Regions from separate parts of the Sus scrofa genome. Here all the other regions are linked to region 2. The links are chromatin contacts, called in public Hi-C and promoter capture Hi-C maps. All regions are on one chromosome and are shown on one strand. Each heading gives the region's core, a stretch centred on a gene start, on an enhancer-like site or on the middle of the called end of the contact. The rest is flanking DNA. Distances are from core to core; before and after follow the strand shown.

Region 1 (4,689 bases), core at 39-2,538, 75 kb before region 2:
AGCCGACGCGGGCAGGGTCCCGCCTGGGGGTGGGGTACTGCCAGTTACGGGGGAGAAGGAAATCCACGGGATCCCTCCCGCCGCCGGTCACCGCCCCCCCCAAAGACTCAGGTTAGGGGGTGGCTGGGACAGTTAACCTGGACACGGGGAGCAGTGCCAACCGGGCGCCCAGGCTGTCGGCCGGAGACTCGGGCTTACTTGGGGTTTGAACTGTTCCAAAAGACGGTGTGGCGGTCAGCAGCGGCCAGACTGCAGCACAGACCCAAGAGAGGGGCCCAGAGGAACTCCATAGCGCGGGGCCTGGCCAGGCCGGCCGGGGACGAGGGGGCTCCTCGGGGTCTAGGTTCCCGCTGGCCTGTTTTCCCCGCAAATATTGTTCCCATAACTTCAGAAAACTCAAGAACAAAGAACAAAGGGTCCGATGGAGCTTCTTCCTCCCAGTACCATTTGCCTCACAGCCCTAAACCTGCCCAGGAGAAATTAACTCCTTCCTGCCCAAAGCCCTTCGTAACCCTTTAACCCCCTTCCCGGCCTTTGGAACCTTTCCCATGACCTCGCTCCCCTATTCTCTCCAGTTTTACTACCTGAATCTCAGAAGCAGGTGACTCCCCAAAGCCTACGCACACAGAGCATGTACCTCACTTGTGCCACCCAAAGGGCCCTTGGTGGTGCTGGTGGTGGGGTCTTTCCAGGGACACTTTAAATACAGAATGAACACTTAATACCTGCACCCAGGTCCCTGCTGAAGGGTCCTCGCAGGATTACAGTGAGCATTCTGCCTACTCCTAATGTCGAGACCTGTCAGTGTAGGCAGATGGCCAAGTGACACCCAAGGAGAGGCACAGGGGCTTTCACCGTGGAAGGGCCTAGAACAAGAGCTCTGGCGGCCAGGGAGAGTGGCCCCTGCTGGAGGCAGGAACTGCTCAGCGTGGGTCCCTCACTTCGGAGTAACAGGGGTGCCAGAGGGAAGGAAAGAAGCGCAGAAACCGTGCCTGTGCAAGCCGACGCGGGCAGGGTCCCGCCTGGGGGTGGGGTACTGCCAGTTACGGGGGAGAAGGAAATCCACGGGATCCCTCCCGCCGCCGGTCACCGCCCCCCCCAAAGACTCAGGTTAGGGGGTGGCTGGGACAGTTAACCTGGACACGGGGAGCAGTGCCAACCGGGCGCCCAGGCTGTCGGCCGGAGACTCGGGCTTACTTGGGGTTTGAACTGTTCCAGAAGACGGTGTGGCGGTCAGCAGCGGCCAGACTGCAGCACAGACCCAAGAGAGGGGCCCAGAGGAACTCCATAGCGCGGGGCCTGGCCAGGCCGGCCGGGGACGAGGGGGCTCCTCGGGGTCTAGGTTCCCGCTGGCTTTCGAGGCGGCTCACTCAGCACCGTGCTCACAGCTCTGGCCCCTACGCCTCGCGACTCCGCCTTTTGGGCCGGCGCCGCCCGACACCCCGCCCCGCCCCCGCCCCGCCCCGCCCCGCCCCGCCCCGCCCGGCGTGCGGCCGCCCTGGGGCCTGGGGGCTGGGGAGGTGGAGGAGGGGAGGGCAGGGGGGAGGTGGAGGAGGGGAGGGCAGGGGGGAGGTGGAGGAGGGGAGGGCAGGGGGGAGGTGGAGGAGGGGAGGGCGGGGGGAAGCCGAGGGGAGCGCGCACCTCGGCCCGACAAATCTACTCAGCGCTGTGTGTTTGCTCACTCGTGGGTCCCTGTGCAGCTTTGTGGGCCTGTGCGGGTTGGTGGGTCAGTGTCCCGGGCGCAGTCGCGTGCGGGAGAAGGGAGCGGACTCCACATGTGGGTCTTGGAGCACGCGGGGGCCGGACCTCCCCGGCGGCGCTGCGTGCGGATCTTGCGGGGTGCGAGGCGGTTGATAGGTCCCGCATCTTTCCTGAGCCTTGCACACCCAAGCTCGGGCGCCCGCGTTCCCACACTCTTCTCCTACCCCAACCCCCTTCCCGGACTCTGCGATCGGCTGCCCCTCCCCACACACGCGGCTGTTTGTTTTTGTTGGGTTTGTCAATGTTGTCTTTGTTCGGGAGATTGTGTCATCGCCTAGATGCCGGGAATAAAGTGCGACCCTGTGTGTGATCAAGTGTGTGTAACATGTGCGGCCAGGGCTAAGGGCGCCTCTGTCCATCAGTGCCTGTGAGAGGGAGGGACATTCGGGATCCTGGGCCTGCGAGAGGGTTCGCTCTTGTTTCTAAAGGGCCAAAGAGCACTAATGATCTGTGTGTGTGTGTGTGTGTGTGTATGCCAACACACGTTGTGTACCCCTGCGAACAGGCTTTGAAATATGGACTGTGAGAATCTGGGCCTGAAGAGTGACAAACTGTAACTACACATGTGCATCTGGCATGTGTAAATACGTGTGATGGCGCGCAAGTGTGAAAGCATTTGTGAGTAGTATCACAGCGGCGTGTGGGGAAGCGTGTGAAACTTTGACGTACGTATGCTAATGTTTGTGAACAGCGCGTGAAGGGGAGGGGAAGCGTGCACAGGCGAGCTGTATCTGGGGGCCGGGGGCTGGGGACAGGCAATGGGTGTTGTTGTGCAGCGTCCCAGGCTGGGCGTCTGGGTCTCCCAGTCAGTCAGGCCCCGGTACCCAGCTCGCCCCCTCCCCCGCGCCGTGTAAACAAACCCTCTGGAATTCGCCTCTCGGGGCTCCTCTCCCCGCCGGGATCTGCTGCCGTCTGGAGCAGGGCTGGCGGGTGGGTGTCTGCCTCCCAGCTCTCAGAGTGGAGAGGGCGGGCAGGTGTTTGATTAGGCTCGTGTGTGTGTGTGTGTGTGTGTGTGTGTGTGTGGAGCTGGAGGGCCGACTGTTGTGTGCCTGCGTGCGTTTGGTGGTTCATGTGTGTGATTGTGGGGCTGTGTGCATGCGCGCCCAGAGTTGGTTTTGCGACTCTGTGCGCACCCTTGGCCAGCCTTTTCACGCGGCTGCGCAACGTGGGAAGCCGCAGACCCAGGGGCCCCGAAGGCTTGGGCCCAGCTTCCCTGGTTCCCAGGCTGTTTCATCCTCCTCTTTTACGGCCAGGCCTGGCTACAGCTCCCTGTAATTACTCGGGCCGGGACGCTGCGGCAAGTCCCGCGGTGACCCCCGCCGGGGAGGAGCCTGGAGCGGGGGGAGGGCCCGAGCTGGCCCCACCCCGCGTGGGGCGCAAGCGGCTAGAGGCCAGACTCGGCCCGTCCTGCCGCGCGTAGGATAAATATTTACCTAGCGCAGACTAGGTACTTGGCCCTGTGACCTCGTGTCCGGGTCTCGGCCAGGCTTTGCGCACGGACCCTACCCCACCCCCTCGCGCGCACCTGCCCCAGGCGACGTGCCCGGCCCCACGTTTACCCCAGGTGCAGCCCGCCCCTCCCGCCGGGGTCGAAGTCTACCCGCCGACCAGGCCCAGGGCAGCGCCTCACGCGCATTTTGCTCACCTGGGTGTCAGCCTCCCACGTGTCCCCGGTGGGATTACCCCGCCCCTGCTCTTGTCCCATAGACCGAAGTTCCACGAGGGCAGGGATTTTTGCTTGTTCACTACTGTATTGCCAGCGCCTGGCACAGCACCTAGCACACAGTAGGTAGTCAAGAAATCTTGGTAGAGTGAGTGAAAATACTGCTCAGTGTTAGTTCTGCAGGAAGTGCTGCTCTGAAAACGGCAGAGGGGTTAGAGAGGGAAGTGGTGACGGTGGCTCTTCAGAGAGGGTCGCCCAGGATTGCCCCCGGAGGGGACAGTTGGGGGCACATTACCGGGTTTCTCTGACCGCTGGGATTGCTGGGCGGGAACGTGTGGGGTCCCTGGGCTGCGCCGCTGGGCCGGGCAGGTTCGGGCTCGCTCGGCCCAGCCCGGCGGGGCCACGTCCGTTCCCGCCCCGCCTGTGTCTAGGGCTGGAGCAAAACGGGTGGAGAAGAGGTGGGGGGAAATTCTGGGCACGAACAGGACGCGGAGCCCTTTCTCTGGCTTGGCGCTGTCCCCAACATTCCCTCTCGAGGCTTGGAGCTCATCACGCTTCTCCTGTTCCTGTATTTGTGCGTTTGGAGGTCGTTCGTCAGACCTAATGGGGCACCTCTAGATGCCAGCTGTTGTGATGGGCACCGAGGGTAAGAGTGCGTCTAGGATAAAACCTCTGCCCTTGGTTAGTCCTCAGACCAGTAGGGGAAGTAGATAAGACACCATTTATACAACACATTTGCTCAGGGGAAGAGCTTGCGCTGCAGACCCACAGCTCGATCTTGCCGTCCGGACGCTACGGGGGCCACTGCGACGCCTGGTGGACCAGGAGGAGCGTTGCAGGCACTCTGCCATCCAAACAGAGAGACCTCCGAAGGGACCACTACTCTGAGACTCAGACCCGCAGACCAACTCAGCCCTATCCCTTCCCCCACCCCAGCACCTAGCCTGCCCTGGCGGGTCTTGTCTTGGTTCTTGCTTTGGGCTCCCTCTCATCACAAAGTCGTGCGCCTGTGTTGGCTCTCAGCACCGCCACCCTCAGGCAAACATCTGTGCTCAGTGGCGGGAGCTGTCTGAGGTGTCTGTCTGTCTGCCTGCCTGTCTGGGAAATTCCCACATTGAGTCCTTTCTGGGAATTCCTCAGGGACCGGATTAACTCTCTGAGTGCCCTGGGGAGGCTGGGCCTCTAGAGGGGGTGCTGTCCACCTGTGGGGCACTGCTGACCTGGAGGTACCATTTCCAGCCTGGAATAGGCACAGCTGCTTTGTT
Region 2 (4,667 bases), core at 1,396-3,895:
GTGGGAGATCCTGTCACGGCTCAGCGGAAACAAATCTGACTAGCATCCATTAGGACGCAGGTTTGATCCCTGGCCTGGCACAGTGGGTTAAGGATCCAGCGTTGTCGTGAGCTAAGGTGTAGGTTCACAGACGTGGCTTGGATCTGGCATGGCTGTGGCTGTGGCGTAGGCCGGCGGCTACAGCTCCAATTAGACCCCTAGCCTGGGAACCTCCATATGCCGCAGGTGTGGCTCTAAAAAGACAAAAAAGAAAAAAAAATACACAATAGTATCTACCTTATGGGGTTGTTAGGAGGATTAAATGAGTTCAAGCTCTTAGCACGTGGCACGTGGCGATGCTCTATAGGTTGTTAACCATGTCGTTGTTAATGTTACCACTGTCAGTATTACCTAGTCTGTAGCAGCTCCAGGATATGACTCTCACCATCCAATTCCAACTTGATCCGCAAAGCCTCAGGCAGACCGGTCTGTGGGCACCAGAGGGCATGTCACCTCCCTGGCCCTGCCCCAAACTCCTATCTTCTCTAACCAGAAAACCTCAGGCCCTTAGGAGAGCACCAACGATTAGATCATTGGTGGGGGGATCCCAAGGGAGGGACCAGGAAGCCCTGCCTGGCCTGGGGCATTGTTCTGGGGGGTCGTGCGGGGAGGTCAAGGAAGGTATCCTAGCCCCCCCTTCTCGGCTTCCTGCCCAGAGAGGAAGCACGGTGGAGCACCCGGTGTGGGCCCCAGCCCTTCCTCTGACTCAGCTTTAGAATTGGGAAGGGAGGGTATTTGGTGAGGCCCTGACCCTCTCCAAGGCCCCCCACTGAGAAAACTGACAACAGGGGACCCAGAGAGCAAGTCTGGCCTCAGAATTTCTCCGTGGAGATGGATGGGTTGGGCGGGGCCGAGGCAGACAGATGTGTGCATAGAGGGGAGAGGGAGCTAAGTGAAGCCAGGTGCCGGCTCTGCGGAGGGAGAGGCAGCCAGACCTGGGATGGCCATGCTGCAGTGAGGTCCACTTGGTTGCTGCTCCACCAGGCTTTGCCTCGAGACACCTGTTTATTCAGGATGGTGCCCGGTGGGGGTGTGTTTCTTTATTTGGGGGGCGAGGGAGGCTCACCGGAAGCACCTCTGCTAGGCTGAGGGTGAGGTTGTCCTGAAGGATCTGGGGCTCCAAAGGCCCATTCAGGGCCTCCTCTGGCCTCATCTGCTCCTCCTCAGTGCCACCTGCAGAGACCCCGGGACACCCTGAGAGAGTGCTGAGAGAATCAGCACCAGGACTGGGGAGGGGGGGTGCTGATATCCTTTGACCCACCTGGCTCCCAGCATAGCCAGGCCCTTCTCTGCTTGAAGGACTCCTGCATTGCATGCTGGGACTTAAAGGAGACTACTAAACGGGGCGGGGGGTGAGGTGGGGCGTGCCTCTCTCCAATTTTTCCCTTCCATCCCACCAACTCATCCACAAGTCCCCAGAAAGAAGTTCAGTTTGTCCAGCCTGTGGCCCCTCCCGGTCCCCCCTCAGGCCAATCCCAGGTTCTCACAGGGACCCTCCCCCAGTTCCCATTCCCTTCCAAAGACCCCCCCCCAGCCCCAGGAACGCCCCCACTCAGGACTGGGCGAAGCCTTGTGGCCCGGTGCCCACTCACCCTCCCTTTCCTCACATCAGAGATGCCGGCAACGCCCATTTCTGGGTGAGCAGTGCAAACACCCCCCTCCCTAAACACCCCTCATGCCCAACGAGGCACACCCGCTCCCCACAGCCTCCGCTTCCTCCCGGAGTCCGCCCCCTGCCCTCCACAATGGTCCTCTCTCCTCCGGACACTCCACCCGCGCCTGCCCTCTCGGCCCCCGGCCCAAGACAGCAGCGGGAAGTGAAAGTTCCAAGGAGGAGTTGGTGTCCCAGTCTCTTTCCCGGCCAATTCTCCCCACTCCCGACTCCTCCCGGACCCCCTCCCGCCCAGCAAGGCTTCTGGTGGCATCAGCACCAGGGTGAGCGGTGTCTGGCCGCTCAGGCCTGGGATGAGGGACCAGGAAGAATTCTCTTCGCCAAACCCTAGGAGTCGTGCCTACTCGGCGCCCTGGCACCGGGTGGAACGGGCAGCTAGGCCCCAGAGGAGCGAAGACGTCAGTCCTGGGGAGCAGCGACCCTCTACCGCGATCCCGAGGAGGCGCTGGTCCAGGCCCCTCGGTGCCTGATGCCGGAGCCTAAAAGTGTCCGCAGGGACGGAGCAGGGGAAAACCGGGCAGCGAGCGCCGGCATCCCCCCTCCTTCCTTCTCCATTCCATCTCCGAGTCGCCGAGCCCTCGGTCCAGGACAGCAGACCAGGGCGGGCTGCGCCCCGGTTGGGGTCTCCCAGGGTCTCCAGCCGACCCCAGGACCCCAGTGCCTCCCGACTTACCCCTGCATCCTCCCAGTCCGCCCCCGGCCCGCTCCTGGCTGAGCACTCACCTATATCTGGGAGCGGCCGGGAGGGCAGAGGGCTGCCCGCACCCAGAAGCCCCAGAGCCCAGAGCAGCGCCAGCCGCATGGCAGCGGGGCCCGGGGCTGGGCGAGGGCAGCAGGTGCTGGGCCGCTCGCCGAGGAGCAGCGGCGGCCGGGTCTGCTTCACGCACCTCCCGGCGCAGAGCGGTCACCAGGCTCCGCCCGGCCCCCTCCCACCGGGCCCAGGGCCAGGCTCCGCCCCCGGGAAGGCCCCGCCTCCGCCGAGCGCCCAGTCCCAAAGAGGCGGGGACTCAGCCAACGACTCAGATTCCCTGCGCTGCCCTAGCTGGTTTGTCCCGCCACTTTCTGGCTACTGTGCAGGGTGGGAGCGGAGGCCTGGTCCGACCGGCTTGGGAGTCGCGCCTACACCTGGCCCTGGGTCTGGACCCGTTCCTGCCAGCCGCGTGTCCTGAAGCCCGGGTCTGCCCGGATCAGGCGGATCAATTCCCTTGATTGCCCGCCATGCAGAGCGGGGCTCGCCCTCCCTTATCGGACCCCTGCGAAGCGCGGGCAACAGGAGTGTACTAAGCATTTATTAAACAGGAAGGAGCATGTGGGAGAGCGAGGAGGAACCCCCTTCACTCTGCATAGGTAGCGTCATCGTTGCTGTCGCTGTAGGCGGAGGAGGAGAGCTCCTCGCGGGGTGTGCAGACCGGGCACCGCTGCCGCATATCGTTCCAGCAGGATCGGCAGTACACCGCCTCGCAGTCAGGCGTAGGGCACACGTAGGACTCGGGCGTCTCGGATGCCTGGCACACCACGCATCGCCGGCGGAGCCAGGGGCGCAAGAGAGGACAGCGGCGGTGCAGGATGTCCGCCAGGCGGCGGCGCTGTTGGCAGGCAAGGCAGGTTTAGAGCTCTTCGAGGAGCAGGGAGGAGAGAAGGGGTTATTGGACAGCACTTCTTGTCTGAAGGACTGACTATGTCTACATGTTGGGGGAAGCCAGCTTGGGCACAGAAGACCCTGGAAGACAAGGTTGCTAAGAAGTGGATCCTAGAGAGCATCCTTCACTCCGTGAGCCTCCCTCCGTGATGAAGTGGGAGGATGCAGCCTTGGGAGGAACCAACCAGTAACAGCAACAATCATCATCATTTACACTTTCCCATAATTTGTCTTGTTCTTTTTTTTCTTTTTCGGGCCGCACCCGCAGCATACAGAGGTTCCCAGGCTAGGGGTCGAATTGGAGCTACAGCTGCCGACCTGCACCACAGCTACAGCCACGCAGGATCTGAGACTTGTCTGCGACCCACACCACAGCTCACGGCAACACTATATCCTTAACCCACTGGGCGAGGCCAAGGATCAAACCGCAACCTCATGGTTACTAGTCAGATTCGTTTCCACTGTGCCTCATGGGGAACTCCTCCCCAAATGTGTCTTAATTTGATTCTTACCTTGGGGCTGAGAAGTGAGTAGGGCAGGTAAGACTATTACTACTGTGTTCCCCCACCTTATATGTAAGAAAGATGAATCTCACAAATGTTAGGTGATTTTTCCAAAGGCAGACAGCCAGGAAATAACCAAACCTGGCTGGACCTAGGTACCTTGATTCCAAATCATAAGCCTGGCTCATTATGCTCCCTCCCCCTCACCCCACCTTCTCTCCACACAATTGCCAGGAATTCTCAGGCTACTTTATCATGTCACTCTTTGCTCAAGAGACTCCAGGGGCCCCACTTCCTGCCAGAAAAATGCAGAACTCTTCGGCTTGGCCTTCTTCTTTTTTTTTTTTTTTTTGTCTTTTTTCCATTTCTTGGGCCGCTCCCACAGCATATGGAGGTTCCCAGGCTAGGGGTCGAATCAGAGCTGTAGCCGCCGGCCTATGCCAGAGCCACAGCAATGCAGCAACCGAACTGCATCTGCGACCTACACCACAGGTCACAGCAATGCCGGATCCTTAACCCACTGAGCAAGGCCAGGGATCGAACCTGCAACCTCATGGTTCCTAGTCGGATACGTTAACCACTGAGCCGCGACGGGAACTCCAGTATGTTCATTTTGAGTGGGTTTCTTAAGAGGCCGCATCAAGATGGTGGAATAGGGGGACATGACGCTCACCGGCTCGCATGGTATGCTAATTTTTTTCATCAGACATTCATTCAGCCCCTATTGTGCATCATGGGAGTTGGAGATTCTAGGCACTGAAGGAAAAAGTCAAGCAAACACAGTCTCTCACTTTTCAGAGCTTTCTTAGGGCTG
Region 3 (4,723 bases), core at 363-2,862, 65 kb after region 2:
AATCTATTCATTGATATTGACAGTAAAAATACCCACGTCATGGGGTTGTTGTGAGGATCAGTAAAACCACACAGGCCATGTAATAAGCACGCTGCCAGGCCCTAGTAAGCACGTAATAGTACTACTGTGAACCTGATGCTCACCGTGACCTCTCATGAGACTTCCTTGATCATTCAGAAGGGATTTCTCCCTTCTGGTACTTTCCTTCCATCCCACTTAGCTACTCTGCTGAATGCCTCGGATCATTTTCCAGTTAGGCTGGCTATAACTCTGAAATAATACCTCCTGTATACATGGGACTCCTTGTCATTTTTTTTTTTCCCACCACCCCACTGCATATGGAGTTCTCAGGCCAGGGATCAGATCTGAGCAGCAGTTGTGACCTATGGTCCAGCTGCGGCACTTCTGGATCCTTAACCCACTGTATCCCACTATGCCAGCCAGGACTGGAACCTGTGGCCCAGCGCTCCAGAGAAGCAGCCGCCTATCCCCGTTGTGCCACACCCGGAATTCCTCCTCATCATTGCTGTTAAAGCCTCTCCTCCCCTCCCACACAGCATGGCTAATTATAGGGACTTTGCTACAAGTTTTTCAGCAGAGTAATTGAATAAATGAAGGTCACTCTTCCTGCAATATACTGGACTCACTCCAGGACCCTACGGTAGCAAGGGGGGCTCCCACCCTGGTTCACCCTCCCTTAACAGAACGTGTTAGGAGAACGCTGCACCCTCCCCCCTCTTCTGTCCCAGACACACCTTGAGGATCTCATCTCCAACAATGATGATGCCCGCCGTCACGCTGCGCCCTGGGGGAGGTTCAGAGGCCCTAGATGCCATGGTCCTGCCTTCTCTGCCCCTCCGCAAGGCCCTCCAGTAGCCACCCAGACCCCAAAATAGGGGTCGCAAGCACTGGGGGCCCGCCAGATCTACAGGGCACTGGGGGTCATAGCCTGGGAACAGGGGTTCCGGGGTCGAGGGAACCTGGAGGAGCCAGAAAGGACAATAGGGGAGAGCAGGAGTGCACCGTCTTCCTCATTAGGCCCTTGACAATCGACTCCTTTACACCGGCCCCTTTAATAAACCTGCTCTCAAACCCTAGCCCATACCTCTTTTTATGTTTTCTAGGCTCGGTTCTAGTCTCCTGAAAATGTTCCCTCCAGAACATCTACCACTTTAAATGTCTTCTGCCCGCCGAACTCGGCTCCTCTAGGGTCCGCTCTACCTTGCGCATCTGCGCCTTTAAATAAATGTCTCTTCTCTTTACCGCACCTGTTCCTTTAAATGTCTACCTTAGCCTGGGCCTTGGCCCCTTTAAATGCGTTCCCTCCCTCCACCCCCAACCAGAACTCAGCCCCTTCTTCTGCAGCCTTCCGCACCCTTTCCAGCCCGGAATACTGTCTCTTCCCGCCACGCTTCAGACTACTGAGCTTTTCCAGGTTCTCACCTGCCTCTTGCCCTTTCACCGGGTCTTTCCCTCTCTCCTCCTGTTTCGGGGCAGCTTCCGTACTCAGAGTCCCGCCTTAGACTCATACCTACCTCGTATTAATTGGTCATTTTGGCTGTCGCTCAGACTACTTCTAAGGGCCCATTGGTGTAGTCGATCATCGCTCGAGAGCTGTAGCCAGTGGGCGGGAGTAGTGCTGGGTTGTTATTGGTGACAACCACGTGGTCACCCCTTACCCGGAAACGTGGGGGCTGGCCTTCAGTCGGGGGCGGGGCTTCTTTTCCCTCGGGGCGGGATTTGGGGCGTCTCTGGAGTGAAAGGAGCGATGAGGGGTGCAGGTGCTTTAAGGGCTTTGGGGTTTCCTGTCTGGTGGTGGAAGTAAAGGGAGGCTTGACTCTAATCTCCTTTCTGTGTTCATATTTCTTTTTTTTTTTTGGGCCTGTCTTTTTAGGGCCGCACCTGCGGCATATGGAGGTTCCTAGGCTGGGGGTCCGACTGGAGCTGTAGACGCCGGCTTACGCCACAGCAACGCCAGATCCGAGCCGCGTCTGCAACCTATACCACAGCTCGCGGCAACGCCAGATCCTTAACCCACTGAGCGAGGACAGGGACCAAGCCCGCGCCCTCATGGATGCTAGTCGGGTTCGTTAACTGCTGAGCCACGACGGGAACTCCTGTATTCAGATTCTTGTATGCATATCTGTTATTCATTAACAGATGACTCATTCTAAGGGGTCAGGGGCTAATATCAGAGGGGATTTTATATTGTAGCAGATGGAAGTTGCACGGACACCAAAAAAATTGGCAGCATTGCCTGTGAGGTAGCAAGATCCTGGAGGTGAGCTTTTAGTGTATGGAACTTTCATTTGTCCCTGTTATAAACAATAAAGCTAATTACTTAAACCTCTTCGACAAGAAAAAGTCTTGCCCCACCTTGTTCCAGATGGTTCTTTAAACATAACCTCTCCCAGTTAATTGGTCTTGTGGGTACAAGTGAGGGCAGTGACTAGGGAGTGCCATGTGTCTATTTTGGATTATCATATTATTCTAGCTTCCTCTTATTTCACTTGCTTTTAGTCTAAAAAGTACTTCTTAAACCCTAATACTCATGAATCATAAGGGGGGGCCTTTTTAATGTGCTGATTAAATCTATGGGATTCTGGAGGTTTAGGTGGGGCTTGAGATCTGCATTTAACAAACCCTCCTGTCATGCTGACGACACTCTTTCCTAAAAGTCTAAAATTCATTCATCTGGAGCACTGTTGAACCACACCTGGCCTGAATTTACTATCCCAAACAACCGCAGAAACACCACAGTGAATGGTAGAGCCAGGCTTCTAGTCCCTTCTTTCTCAATAAGCCCCGTGTTTCTTCCAACTCAAAGAATCTCAGCTCAAAAAGAAAAAAAAAAAAAAAAAAAAAAAAAAAAATCGGGCTTTCCCAATTACATAAGCCATATGCGAAATGATCTGTATTAGTAATAACGATATGTGACACTCCCCCCAACCCCCAACCATCAGCTCTGGTCCCATCCTTTACAGCGGGTTCTCAAGCTTAAAATGTGCATCAGAATCACCTAGAGAGCTTGTTAAAATGTCACTAGGTCCAACCCTCAGATTCAGTGGGTACAGGGTGGAGCCCAAGAACGTGGACTTCTGAGTTTCCAGGTGATACTGATGCTTCTCTACCAGGGACCACACTTGAACTACCGCTTTAGGAATAAATGAATGGAAGACCGGCAGAAGGGAGGAGGTTAATTCCCCTTACTTAGCACTACTGTTAAAAGTAGTGGGTTAATTCTTGGGCGACATGTTTTCTTAAATAGCCACAGTTTACAATTATTTTCTCAAAGGTTAGTGCTGTAACTACCTGTATAAGAATACTTGAAATCCCCTCATCCAGGCCACACCCTGGACCAATTATGTCGACTTCCTTGGGAAAGACTCAGGCATCAGCACTTCTAAAGCCACCCAGACGATTCCAATGCTCAAAGTGAGAACCACTGAAAACACCCCTAAACCAGTGTGTGGAGTGAACAGGCCATAGGTGTGCCCGAGCCTTAGGCTGGGCAGGAAGTGAAGTGCACTAGCAGCCTCTGGCTGACAGGCCCCTCTCATTACCCTTGTATGCTCTTCAAAAATCAGAGCTATCTTAGCAGCATCCATGACCATAGAAAACAGTTCATTTGTTTTGATGAGATGATGTTGTCCCTAGATAACCTCTTAGGCCTGTAGTTAGAAACGTATTTCAGTAGCTGTTTGACAGCAAAGTCTGCTTAAAGTAGATTAAAAACCAGTTACCTGAGGTTGAAATAAACCTCATTATCTGCAAAGAGCTGAGCTTCATTATCTCACCGAAGGGCATGTAATTAGAACCACGATAGTGAATGGGATGGAGGGGGGAGAAAAACCTTTATAATTAGACAATTAGATTATAAAAACTTCCTCTTTAATCAAGGCTTGTAACATGGAACAGATTTCTTGAATAAAATGGAAAGCTTCCAATACATTGAAACATAAATCACCATACACACAACACCTGGCGGGGAAAAAAAACGAAACAGCAAGTTTACACAATCCTTGTAACAGCCATGGTCTTATTCTCAGATGCTTCCTCCATCTGCCTAGTGTATTCTGGATACAGAGTTTACATTGGTTTGCAACCCAAAGAGTACTCATCCGGCTGGGCCGTGGTCCTGTTGGCTCTGCTTAAGGAGCAAAGCAGTCATCAGCACAGTCAAACAGTGTATAGAACATTCTTTAAATATCAAAGTGAGAAACAAGAAGGCAACACAATAATGTCATCAGAAAAACGTTAGCAAGTGAGGACAGCTGCGTAAAGCTTGAGGCTGAAAAAAATGGCTCCCCAGCTTCATTTCTTTGGCTTCTTGGGCAGTGGCCGCCGGAACAACAAGATATGAGGTTCTGAAAAAGTGAGTGAAATCTAAGAGACAAGCTCATATGATCCTATGCACAACCTATAGTGTCATCTGCTCCTACTTCCCAGCTATCACCCACTCAGATCTTTGTAACTAAATTAAGACTTAAGCATGTGACCTAAGATGCAGACCCAGAGGCCAGGCCTGTGTACCAAGTACAAAATTATTAACATCGTTTCTCTTGCTATGTTTGTACAGCCCCAGGGTGTCCTTTATTAGTTTTGCCTGGCAGTTTGGTGTCTGGTGTTTTATCAAGAAGTGTACTTTTCCTTGGGTTTATCTGGAACACTTCCAAAAATTCACTTTCCGATGGAGAGTGAAGCAGGGGCCATAACTTCTACC
Region 4 (5,145 bases), core at 1,675-4,174, 89 kb after region 2:
TGCTGCTGTTAATGGGAATCAGCCCAGTTTTCCCCCAAGCAGCAGTGGGCGGGGTGGGGGCACCCCAGATGCCAATAGCCTGGCACCCCCTGGCAAGGCAGGTGGGGGCTCAGGGCCCCAGCCTCCCCCAGGCCTGGTGTATCCATGTGGTGCCTGTCGCAGTGAGGTGAACGACGACCAAGATGCCATTCTGTGCGAGGCTTCCTGCCAGAAGTGGTTCCACCGCGAGTGCACGGGCATGACTGAGAGCGCCTATGGGCTGCTGACCACCGAGGCCTCTGCCGTCTGGGCCTGTGATCTCTGCCTCAAGACCAAGGAGATCCAGTCTGTCTACATCCGAGAAGGCATGGGGCAGCTGGTGGTGGCTAACGATGGGTGATGCCGGCCAGGTGCCAGGGAAGTGTGTACATTCCTCCCTGCTCTTGCAGGATGATTGTTGGCCTGTCTGGCTCTTAGTCCTTGTTTCCCCCGGCTTCCCATCCCCATGGGGCGGCAGAAACACAGTGGCTCCTGGGGGCAGAAAAGGAACTGAGGGGGGGCAGGCAGAAGAGCCTGGATCGCTCACTTTTCTGGAAACTTGTGCATTGAGATCTACCGAGGTCCAGAAAACCAAAGCCCTGCCGAGCAGAGCCGTTTTTGGTGGCTGTCTCTGGAGGCCTGGGGGTATGGCTGCAAGAGAAAAGAGGCTGGAGGAAGATCTGAAGGGCAGGGGCGCCCCCTCCGCAGACGACGGATGCCCCCAACACCTGTGCCTAACGCTTCTGTAGCCCCGCAGCTCCAGCCTTAGTTTTTGGAGTCTAATATTAAAGGTTTCTGGCCAGAAGAGTTGGGGTCTCTTCCCATCTCTGCAGTAGTCCTTTCATGGGCGCTGGGAGACAGCTTTAGGGAATAAATGGAGATTTTCCTCTGTCCTTCCCTCCCTTTGCCTCTTCCAAGACCCACCCAACTCCTCCTCCCTCAGAGAGAACCAAATAGCTTGAAGAAGCAGGAGAGTTCGTGGCTGTGGCCGTTTCTTGGTGATTTGGGGCTTCGAAACAGTAGGTAAGAGATGCTGTCAGGACATATCCCCCTCATACCAAAGTCACTGGTCCTTTCCCAGCCTCTCTTGTGCTTTTTCCCTAATGATCATATTTTTGCCAAAAATTGGGATATGTGGTCTGACAGACCAGAATATTTGACATTTAGACTGTCCTGGAAGCCTAGACTCTGGTTGTACTGCCTTCCCCCTTGCCCCTGTGTTGCACATTTTTCTCAGCGCTGGTCTTCAACTTTTGGCGCCCTTATTTCCCTGTCTCCCTGGTGGCTTGATGGAAAGAAAGCTTGAAAAGGCGTGGAGCCCTCATACCTCATTATTTCTCCTGATGAAAGCACGCCTGTCACGGCCTGCGGGTTGGGGAGGCACGGCGGGACCCTCATTGCCATGGTACTAAAATCAGTCCAGAGCCTGGATGTTTTTTGCTTCTCTCTTCCCCTGCTATTCTTTGTATCTGCTCGGGCGAGGTCATCTAGTTGTTCCCATTCGTCTCAGCCAGGGTCCTGCGCTGGGCTTAGTTCTTATTTCATTTTTAAAGCACTGCCTGCCAGAGAAGGGCCTTGGTCCTGAGGAGGAGTCCCTCACAGCTGCTCCCTCCCTTACAGCCAGAGCTCACATTCCTCGGTGGGGTGGGGAAGGCAGGCTTGGGGCGTGGCCCCGACGGGAGCCGGGGGTCCCTTGCTGGCCCTTCCCCGTGTGAAGAGAAGACACGGATGCTGCAGAACTTGGCCAGTGCAGCATTCAGCCTTTGAGGCTGTGAAAAAGAAGGCAGCGGCCTCTGGGCTTCTCTTCTCCAGGGTTCTTCCCACCGGACAGCAGAGATGGCACCCCCCTCCCTCAACTTTGTGTTGTGTTTGTGGTTCTGTTCGCTCCTCTTCCATCTGTTGCTATTTTTGTGGTCTCTCCCATGGCAGCATTTTGTAAGGTGGCTCCTGAGGGGCGGCGGTGGTGGTGGGGTGTCAGCTCAATCCCTCTCTCCCCCTCACTCCACAACTTTTTGGAAGCAAGTGGGGGTGGCAGAGATGTGGGGAAAGTTTTGTACGGTTGGATTAATAAAATGACTTTGGAAAATCCAGACTGGAGCCCTTGCTGTTGATGTGTGGGTACAAGGCTGGAATGGGCCAGTCATCCCTGGGCAGGTTGGTTGGGGGTGAAGATAGGTATCCGTGTGTGTGTGGGGGGGTGTCTCTGGAAGTGGGAACAGCAGAAAGATTCAGCCCTCTGGGCTGGCCCTGGTACAAACAGCTAAGCCCAGGGAGGCCTGTGCTCCCTGCCTCTCCCCCCGTGTCCCTGCTGTGAGGAACAAGTTTCCTTTCTGAGCACATTCCTGGGCCAGGCCTGGAGCCAAGCCGGAGCTTTGGCTCCAAGTCTTCAGGGGAGACAACTGTCTTTAGTGCTTGGGGGTTTAGCGCCCACAACCCCACTCCCCAGTTATTTGGGTTAGGCAGCGAGCATAGCTCCAAGGGTGGGATCAGGGGCTGCCCCTGGGTCCGGAAGTTTTCATTTTTGGATACTTTTCAGGCCCCCCTCATCTTTTTTTTGTAAATAGCGGCATCCTTAAACAATCCGCACTGGGGCAGCATGAGAGTGGCCGAAGGGCTATTTCCAACCCGCAATTGGCCACTCCCCTCCCCCATCCTGCAGCTGTCTCTGTCTATCCTGGGACCAACCTGGCCCCTTGTCTTAGAGAAGCCACCCTTTGCCTTTCAGTTTTGGGTCTTGGCTCCAGAAATTCTTTAGACGCTGCTCCCAGGAGGGGAGGTGACAATATTCAGTTTGCTGGCACTCCAGCCGTCCCGCAGGGAGGGGAACCAGGTTGCGGGGCTCTGCAGTTCCCCCCCTCCTTTCCCCTCCCGTGGCTCTCCAGTCTAGCTGTTATTGGCCAAAAGTTTCCGCCCCCTCAGGGAAGTTGACTTTCTATTGGCCGGTTCTAGGTCACATGACCTGCCTTTCTTGGCGCTGTAAAGCTGGAGAGGCAGCAACAAGTTCAGGGGAAGACTGAAGCCAGGAGCAGGATCAGGTAAAGCCCCGGTGAGAAGGGCCCACAGGGATCCCTGTGCGAGGAAGGATAGAGGTGAGGGGGGCCAGAACTCCAGCGGTTGGGCTCCTCCGAGGATCTTCAGAGCTAGTTTGTCGCTTCTTGGCCGGCGGAAGGGGGATCATGGGCGGCCGTTTCCAAAACAGGAACTTGCTTTAGGTCTCCCAGGCAAGTTTTTGCAGCCCTGTGTCATTTGCTCTAGAGATTTGGGGGAGCAACTCTTATGGGGGGTTGAAATCAGCTAGACGAGACTTTCCAGCTTTTTACGGAGGGTGGGAGAGCTCCCCCTTTAGTTGTCTTTTGGAAGTAGCCCAAGTTCCTGACAATCCTTATAGGGTGTTTTTGTTGAATCCTACTTGAATGAAAAGAAAGAGGAGGGGGTGGAGGTGGGTTTTCTTCCTAGAGGTTGATGAGAAGAAAGAGATCTGAAAACACCGTGGGCCAGGGTGGAGATTAGACAGCTGGAGGAACTTCCTAATAGGGCAGTGAGATGCTGGCTTGGGAGAACAGGGAGATCTTTTGGAATCTTGGGTGAACCCAACCAAGGGAGAGAGACCAACAAGTATTTGGAACTCTGAGTGCAGGGGTTCCGGACTGTCTCCTGTTTAGGTCTCAGAAGTGTTTGTCTTGTTGACCCAAATACCTTGCTGGTTTCCATGGAGACAGTGGGTCTGACATCACTGTGGTTACCATGGTGCCTGGTTCTGGAGGACCGGAGCAGGCCGTATACAGCTAAGGATAAACAGGGACTTCAGCCCAAGCTGCTGCCACTTCCCTGCCACCACCTGTTAAAAGTCACACACAGCAACTGAGGATGGGGAGATGATGACAGAACTGTGGGGGAGGGGCTTGAGACCAGAAGGCTGCACAGTGATGGTTCTCTGGATGCCTGTGAAGCCTGCCAGGGGTGTCCTGTGGGATGTGGGGAAGTCATTGCGCCCTTCTCCTGTCTCCTTGTGGGGTGGGTGCATGCGTTTGGAAGGCATAGGTCTTGGGAGACACTGTGAGGTGTCCTTCATCTGTCCTGGGCTTGGATCTTGACGCACAAGGGCCACAGGAGGTTTGTAGGGCACTGAGTAGGACTCACTTGAGCTCAAACAGAAGAGGGCAGTGTGGCGGTTTCCTAGGGTAGAAGTGCCATGCTTGTTCCCCAGCCTCGCTCCTTTTCCCAAGGTTTCCTTTTAGAGTCCTTTACCACTTGCCACCCCTCTCACCCCTCAGCAAGCCGTCATTTAGCCCCTTCTAAAGGATCAGAATCTAAGACTCTAGGGGGTCAGCTCATCTCTCCCTCCACCATTGCCAGCCTGGATGGGGGACAGTCTTGGCCATGGATGAAGGAGTAGGTTACGATCTTCCTATCCTGCCTTGTGTCAGGCTTTGGAAGCTGGAGTAACTTCCCACTGCCACCTGGCCAAGTCAGAGCAGGTTCGCAGGGGGTAGGATCACAGCCCTGATTTTTGTCCAGGCTTTGCAGCCTGTAAAGTGCATTATACATGGTAGTTGCCATAAATCCCTCTTCCCAGTCACCTTCACGTTCTCTACGATGAAACTCTGGAGGTTACTAAGAAGGGAAATGGAGAGTGAGCGTGCCAAGGAGATCTACTAGTACGGGTTAATTCAGATGGAGTTAAGCTGTGCCAGTTTTTCTCAACCTTGGCTACACGTGAGAATCGTTTGGAAGGTTTTAAAAAAGCCCCGTGCCCAAGCCTAAGCCTGAGTCTTGAACCTGACTGTATCAGAATCTTGAGTGATTCCATGTGCAGCCAGTCTGAACTAGACCATATGGAGGACTTGCAGTGAGGGGGAGACTTGGGGCTGAAGGAGGCCATTGAGTCTTCTCTTCCAAGCCCTGGGGGAAGGGGTGGTGATTGTGGGGGAGCCTGAGGTGGTGAAGGGAGGGCTGGATTGTGCCTCACTCTTCTTATTAGCTGTTCATCTTTGGCAAGTCAAGTCAGCCAACTTTCTGGCCTTCGTTTTCCCTGACTATAACTTGAGGGAGTTGACCTGGATTTTTCCCAAAGCCTTTCTTTCCAGCCCTATGCTACTCTGTCCTTTCAAGGTCAGTCCCATCTCC

The links. Promoter capture Hi-C pulls out the DNA fragments that hold promoters and counts their contacts. A called contact is a pair of places that touch in the nucleus more often than the background predicts.
Region 1: a promoter capture Hi-C map of liver shows a contact between it and region 2, with 2.6 times the contacts expected there. The contact joins the promoter of EFNA1 here to the promoter of ADAM15 in region 2. A contact is called at or near these places in 1 of 5 promoter capture datasets (liver) and 1 of 47 Hi-C or Micro-C datasets (liver).
Region 3: a Hi-C map of skeletal muscle shows a contact between it and region 2, with 1.8 times the contacts expected there. The contact joins the promoter of FLAD1 here to the promoter of ADAM15 in region 2. A contact is called at or near these places in 1 of 5 promoter capture datasets (liver), 5 of 47 Hi-C or Micro-C datasets (heart right ventricle, liver, omental adipose tissue and 1 more) and 1 of 2 datasets of contacts at active chromatin or transcription factors (alveolar macrophages).
Region 4: a contact with region 2 is called in a Hi-C map of fetal skeletal muscle, with 1.9 times the contacts expected there. The contact joins the promoter of PBXIP1 here to the promoter of ADAM15 in region 2. A contact is called at or near these places in 1 of 5 promoter capture datasets (liver), 3 of 47 Hi-C or Micro-C datasets (embryonic fibroblasts, fetal skeletal muscle and liver) and 2 of 2 datasets of contacts at active chromatin or transcription factors (alveolar macrophages and skeletal muscle).

What each region holds. Positions count from the first base shown.
Region 1 is chr4:94,672,154-94,676,842 of Sscrofa11.1, forward strand. EFNA1 (ephrin A1) reads right to left here and starts at 1,289. Exons shown (of 5, transcript NM_001123110.1): 1 at 1,198-1,289. The coding sequence starts at 1,289. It overlaps LOC106510138 (a long non-coding RNA gene), which reads right to left. Exons shown (of 3, transcript XR_001308360.2): 1 at 3,720-4,689; 2 at 3,407-3,536; 3 at 1,746-1,831. LOC102158536 (a long non-coding RNA gene) reads left to right here and starts at 1,823. Exons shown (of 3, transcript XR_002343426.1): 1 at 1,823-2,426.
Region 2 is chr4:94,745,448-94,750,114 of Sscrofa11.1, forward strand. It overlaps ADAM15 (disintegrin and metalloproteinase domain-containing protein 15), which reads right to left and starts at 2,646. Exons shown (of 21, transcript XM_001929336.5): 1 at 2,435-2,646; 2 at 1,106-1,212; 3 at 391-467. The coding sequence starts at 2,513. DCST1 (DC-STAMP domain-containing protein 1) reads right to left here. Exons shown (of 16, transcript XM_021089738.1): 16 at 2,983-3,297. The coding sequence ends at 3,046.
Region 3 is chr4:94,811,900-94,816,622 of Sscrofa11.1, forward strand. FLAD1 (FAD synthase) reads right to left here and starts at 1,613. Exons shown (of 8, transcript XM_001929375.6): 1 at 1,444-1,613; 2 at 756-980. The coding sequence starts at 836. It overlaps CKS1B (CDC28 protein kinase regulatory subunit 1B), which reads right to left. Exons shown (of 3, transcript NM_001243542.1): 3 at 3,870-4,367. The coding sequence ends at 4,315.
Region 4 is chr4:94,834,441-94,839,585 of Sscrofa11.1, forward strand. It overlaps PBXIP1 (pre-B-cell leukemia transcription factor-interacting protein 1), which reads left to right and starts at 2,925. Exons shown (of 11, transcript XM_021089739.1): 1 at 2,925-3,053. It overlaps PYGO2 (pygopus family PHD finger 2), which reads left to right. Exons shown (of 3, transcript NM_001185175.1): 3 at 1-2,108. The coding sequence ends at 379.